2 separate regions of the Mus musculus genome follow, and region 2 is linked to region 1. The links are chromatin contacts, called in public promoter capture Hi-C maps. All regions are on one chromosome and are shown on one strand. Each heading gives the region's core, a stretch centred on a gene start, on an enhancer-like site or on the middle of the called end of the contact. The rest is flanking DNA. Distances are from core to core; before and after follow the strand shown.

The links. Promoter capture Hi-C pulls out the DNA fragments that hold promoters and counts their contacts.
Region 2: a contact with region 1 is called in a promoter capture Hi-C map of the HPC-7 cell line. The contact joins the enhancer-like site here to the promoter of Robo3 in region 1. A contact is called at or near these places in 14 of 39 promoter capture datasets (the C10 cell line, the HPC-7 cell line, cranial neural crest and 10 more), 1 of 15 datasets of contacts at CTCF or cohesin (large pre-B cells), 1 of 484 Hi-C or Micro-C datasets (bone marrow-derived macrophages), 10 of 115 datasets of contacts at active chromatin or transcription factors (bone marrow-derived macrophages, embryonic basal ganglia, embryonic forebrain and 6 more) and 3 of 9 other capture datasets (adipose tissue, liver and pancreatic islet).

The regions. Positions count from the first base shown.
Region 1 is chr9:37,431,758-37,434,611 of GRCm38.p6, forward strand. It overlaps Robo3 (roundabout guidance receptor 3), which reads right to left and starts at 1,418. Exons shown (of 28, transcript NM_001164767.1): 1 at 1,085-1,418. The coding sequence starts at 1,244.
Region 2 is chr9:37,591,144-37,594,197 of GRCm38.p6, forward strand. No RefSeq gene overlaps it. Among named protein-coding and RNA genes, the nearest start is that of Spa17, 21 kb to the right of the region's middle. Within about 2 kb of position 1,703, at least 10 of the 459 cell types and tissues checked have an H3K27ac peak or open chromatin away from gene starts, as enhancers often do. A contact at or near this core is called in the HPC-7 cell line and pre-B cells, where this site is marked.

The sequences.
Region 1 (2,854 bases), core at 168-2,667:
AAAAATCCGAGAAAATAACTGCTTGGTCTCTTGGGACTCCTCAAAGGTGGCAAGACTGGAGAATCTCAGCCCTCTTCAAACTCCTTCCACACAACACCCTTCTGATCCACGCTTTCCCTCTAATTCCTGCAGACACAGCCGAGGGCTCTCTTTCCCTGGAATTTCTTCCCTGTCATTCCTGGTCTCCAGAGATGCTTCGACAGCAGCCTAATGAATAGCTAATGGCCATGCAAATAGGGCTCTGGGGCTCCTCCCTTGCACCTGAGTACGGGGGGGGGGGGGAGAGAGAGAGAGAACGAGAGAGAGAGAGAGAGAGAGAGAGAGAGAGAGAGAGAGAGAGAGAGAGAGAGAATCCTTTCATCTTTTAGAGACTGCAAAGGTGGACCATGTCCAGAGTCCGGGGCCCTAGCCTAAGTTGGGCAGAGGCTTCCAGAGGGAGAGTTCCTGACGTAGCCAGCAGGGAGCGCGATCAGGCCTCTCTCCAGACTGCCTGCAGCGCTCAGGGGGGGCAGCGCTGTCTCAAGTTATTTATTAATCACTGTAATTAGCAGTAACGACCTCGCCATCGCTCTGCCAGGCTGGGTCAGCTGTGAGTCTCACTGGGGATACAAACTTAATACTAAGTTTCCTTGAGAAGATTGCTGACTTTGACCCTCCGCGTAAAAACACCTACAAAGTTGGGGGCTTTCCCACCCTTGCTCTGAGTGAGGTTTTTGAAAACTTTAGGTCCTGGAAGTGGCATCTGCTACTTGGGTGGATCACCTAGTGCCCGGTTTAGCCTTGGCCGACTGGCGACATCGTGCCCTGGTCTAACCTTCCTTCTTAGCTTGGAACTTGCCCTTTACATTTCTCCCACCTGGGGTGGGTGTGGTAGGTGGATAGTAGGAGAGATGAGGAGAAAGGGGCTCAGCAGCCCTCCACCACAGGCAAATACACCAACTCAGACGCTCCTTTGGGACCCCACTTCCCAGGAGGGCCCTGACAGGCGCCCCTGGGTCCTGGAAAAGGAGACCTTCCGTCTTCCCTTCCAAGCAGCCCTCTCATCCCGATCTCCAAATCTAAGGTCCCCATCGAACAGTCTCACCATTGAGAGAGGGATCTCCAGGAGGAAGCAGACTAGGGTTGAGCGCTGCCAGCGAGGAGTTGAAGCCGAAGAGTAGCTCGCTGGAGTTGGAGATGTCCCTGGCCAGGGAGTCCGCGAACAAGTTCATCTGTAGTAGTGTTTTAAGCAGGTAGCGCAGCATAGCGCAGCCCGCCTGGGTCTTGGGCAGGGGCCTCGGAGCCCAGCCCTTGGGTCTGGGACCCGCGGGCCGGGAGCCGTAAGCCCCTCCACAGCCTTTGCGCGCTGCGGCAGCCACGATGCCGCTGTCCTGCAGGCGTGCCTGGGTACCGGCCGTGCCTCTGCGCGGGCTGTCCTCCTTCGCTGGTTCTTCTCTCCACCCCCCCCCCCCCCAGTGCCAGAATCCCCTGGGAGCTGGGCGGGCGGAAAGCAGGTGCCACTCGGATCACGCCGTAATTAAGGGCTTAATCCGCCTTCCTCCATATCCCCACCTCCACCAGGATGGCCACTAACAGGGCCGCGCGCAAGTTAGAGTCCCCGCCCCACACTCCTCTCATCAAATGTTGCTCTGAACCTGGCGGGAGAGTCTCTCTCTCTCTCTCTCTCTCTCTCTCTCTCTCTCTCTCTCTCTCTCTCTCTCTCTCTCTCTCTCTCCCCCAAGACGCGGACTGAGCCTCTGTCAGACTCAGCCCTTCTTTCTAAAATTATAGCAGGAATTATTTCCTTTCTCGGACGTCAGGGAAACTGAGGCATTGGGAGAGCAGACACTGTTGAGCTCTCAATGTCCCAGCTTCCAGTGCCTTTCAAATTCTGGGTCCTGGAAACGTGAGCGCAGGGTGCTAGGATACCTGGGAGTGGGGGTGGAGGGGAAGAAGAGAATTCCACCGCTGGATCACCTCTCGCCCCACGTGCGCGTCCGATTCCTCCTAATCCTGTGGCTTGCCACTAGGAACCCACAGGGATACAGAGATCCAACTTGACCTGGAGTCCTGCTCCAGATGCGCCCCCCCCCCCGCCCCGTCAGGAAATCCTGCCGGGTGCTCAGAACTGAGTAAAATTGGAGGAGACCCCGAGAATCCAGGCAGCACGCACCTATTAGCATAGTGCATTGCTCCACTATGACGTGTTTTAGGAAGTTGTTTGACAGTTTTGAAGAGACCAAAAGTCTAGAACAAAGGAAGCAAAGTGTCACAGACCGGGTGAATGCCAAATTGTGTGAAACTGCTGGAACCAGATAACAGCTGTTTATCCTCCCGGTCGGGGTGAGGTGGGGTGGGGTGTGCAACAGGAAAACCAAAGCCCCGGTTCTGTCTCGAATAGGGGTTATTTTAGCCTTGGAGATGTTGCAGCCAACCATCTTTGCTTTTGCCCCTCTCCTGCACACACTTTCTCTAGACTGGAAATGATGTTGAATGTGGAGCAAGAGACCGTGGCTTTCCCATCCTGTAGGTTCTGTGGACAAGTAAGTGTTTGGATTGCTCTTAGGCTATGTAATCGTGCAGCGGCTGCTTCTGATATGTAAGGGGACACCTGCACAGGAAGACAGCTCAGAGCGCTATATGCTACTCAATTCCAGGGTGGAAGATGAAGCTGTGGCAGATTCCAAACCAAAAGCAGGTCAAGAGTAGAGGAACATGGCCCCACCAACCAGTTTGTCTCTACAATCCAGTGTCCTGCCCACGGAATTCTGGGGGCATTTAGTGCTTCGGAGTCCTCGGTCCAGGACCAGAGAGCTCAAGGTGGGATGAACTAAATGGTGAGGGCTGATGGGGCTCAACAATCCCACGGGACTTA
Region 2 (3,054 bases), core at 453-2,952, 160 kb after region 1:
TTTTACTTATGTATATGTATGAGAGTGTGTGCCTGTGTGTGTGTGTATGTGTATGTGCCTATCAGTACCTGTAGGGTTTAGTAAAGGGAATTGCATCTCCTGGAGCTGTAATTACGGGTGGTTGTTAGTCACCTAATATAGGTGCTGGGAACCAAACACTGGCCCTCTACAAGAAGAGTAAATGAATGCCCGTCTACCCCTGTGCCATCTCTCCAGCCCCAGTGACACTGCTTTTTCCTCTGGGGAAGAAAGATGTTGGGAAGCCTTTGTACTCAAAATGTAACATTCTGGGTTTGGAGGATAGAATGAAGATGGCCCCCATAAGCTCATAGGGAGTGGCATTATTTGAGAAGATTAGGACATGAGCCCTTGTTGGAAGTAGGTGTGGCCTTGTTGGAGGAACTATGTCACGGGGTGTAGGCCAAGCCAGATCCAGTGTCACTCTCTCTTCCTGATGCCTGCCAATCCAGATGTAGGACTCGCAGCTACCTCTCTAGTACCATATCTGCCTGCATGCTACAATGCTTCTGACTATGATGGCAGTGGACTAAGCCTCTGAACTGCCAGCCAGCCCCCAACTAAATACTTTCCTTTATAAGAGCTGCGCTGGGGCTGGTGAGATGGCTCAGTGGGTAAGAGCACCCGACTGCTCTTCCGAAGGTCCAGAGTTCAAATCCCAGCAACCACATGGTGGCTCACAACCATCTGTAACAAGATCTGATGCCCTCTTCTGGAGTGTCTGAAGATAGCTGCAGTGTACTTACATATAATAAATAAATAAATCTTTAAAAAAAAAAAAAAAGAGCTGCGCTGGTCATGGTGTCTCTTCACAACAATGAGACCCTGGGTTTGGCATTTCCATCCTTGTAAATTCTGTATCTCCCAGTTCAGAGATCATACTACTCTTGGGACTATAAAGCTTAGCTATCTGTTAGGGCAAGGCATGAACACAGGAAAGAACTGAGGGACATAACTGACTTTCTAACAGTGTTGACTGACTTTTAAAAAAAAAATGCGTGTCCCTATCTCACCCCCCACCTTTCACTTCTAGGTCTGATACCTGACACCTACTGGTCCTTTATCTTTTGTGAATTTTGGTACAAAATGTTTCTCTGACTCTCTCACTAATGGTTTAGGATTCAGATGTCTCTGTTCTGCTAGATAAATGTGGTTTCCCACTTTCACAGTCTTAGCATTGTTCACTCTCTGCTGCTCTAACTAGGCTTAGCTTTTAAAATAACGGCATTTCTGAAGGACAAAGAATTAGATGCACATGCTTAATTTTCTGTTAAATTTTTATGTTAATCAACAAGTTTCTAAGTAAAACAAAGTCTGATTTGATTTTCACTTAAACTAATCACAGTCTTATTGGGATTCAGAAACCACTTTACATTATGGAATTTAATGTTAATTATTAGTTGGGAAAACAGAGTTGTTACCATATGACTGAGAATGCTGTAGAGACAATAGCTGTTACAGAGACAGACACTGCTGGAGGCAGCTATCCACCAGTTCTTCGTCTAAAAGGACAAAGAAAAGTTAGAACTATCAAAACTTGCCTCCTGCAGCTGAAACTCGGACATCTTAGGATACTGGTGGGTGACTACGCGCTGAAATTGGGCTGTACATGCTTCTGGACTGAGCTGCTGCTCTGGGGACAGGAAGAACTGTCGGTGGCTCTGCCAGGCATAGGGAGCAGACAGGAAGCAGACAGGAGGTGTACTTTCCTCCTCTGGACTTGAAGTCTCTTCTGAGGATCTCTTTTGCCACAGTCTAAAAGAGGTGCAGCTGGCAAAGGAGACTCGTGGTGTGCAAAGAGCAGTCAGTCCCTGCCTCACAGAGCCTGTTACAGTGGCCTTGGAGCACAGAGGATGGCTTGCTAACTGATGGACCCCAAGCTTTTGAATACTCGGGATTTCATGCATTTTTACCTTCCAATAAGCAAAGTCAATTCTCATCCCACCCCCTCCCTCTCTCTGCCCCACATCCAAGAAAGGGGGGGGGAAGGGAGGAAGGGGAGGGAGGGAGAGAGAGAAGGGGGGTAGGGGGGAAGAGAGAGAGAGAGAGAGAGAGAGAGAGAGAGGAGGGAAGGAGAGGGGGAGGGGGGAGAGAGGGAGAGGGAGAGGGAGAGGGAGAAATCGCAGTAACAATTGTATTCACATAGGAAAATGGGATCTCATGATCTGGGTAATATTGATGACAAGTCAAATCTAGGTGGAGTCCCAACTAATCATTTTGCTTCTAAATATTATCTTGTGGGCAGGAGAGAGGAGAGATGTACCAGGTACCAGTAAGTACCAAGTCTAAGATTTGAGTTCAATCTCTGGAACCCTTTATTGTGGGAGGAGAAAACAAATTCCTGCAGGTTGTCCTTTGATCTCCACTCAGCAGTATGAGGCACACAGGTACACACACACACACACACACACACACACACACACACACCCCACACACACAGTTTTTCAAAAGTGAAAGAAAAAAAAGTGAGTTTGTTTTGGTCACTTTTCTGTTGCTATGACAAAATGCCATGGCCAACGGAACTCACTTTGGGGCTCACAGTTCCAGAGGGCTAGAATCTGTAACCATTATGGTGGAAAGCATGCCAGCAGGTAGGCAGGCATGGTTTTGGAGCAGTAGCTGAGAGCTTACATCTTGATCCACAAGTGTGAGGTAGAGAGAGCTAACTGGGAACACCACAGGCTTTTGAAACCTCAAAGCCTGTTCCCAGTGAAATTCCTCCTCCAGCTGCATCTGGTTGCAGTTGGCGTTCTTAACTCACCCATAGGATGCTCGTCATAAGTGTTATTAGAAGTGCGTCAACTCTCATTCCCAAGAGCAGAATAAGTGCATTCTGGTTCATGACATCCATTTATGGAAAAATTAAAAAAAATTTCCAGACAGTACATGAAACATTGTATAACACCTTCCCTTTTCCACCTTTCCATCTTCCTTGGAAACACAGTTTATCAAGTACACTACAAGGGAGCTGTGGCCACATCTCCCTCTTTTTGAGAGTGAGTTTCTTTTTAAAACATTTGTTGTTTGTCTTTAATC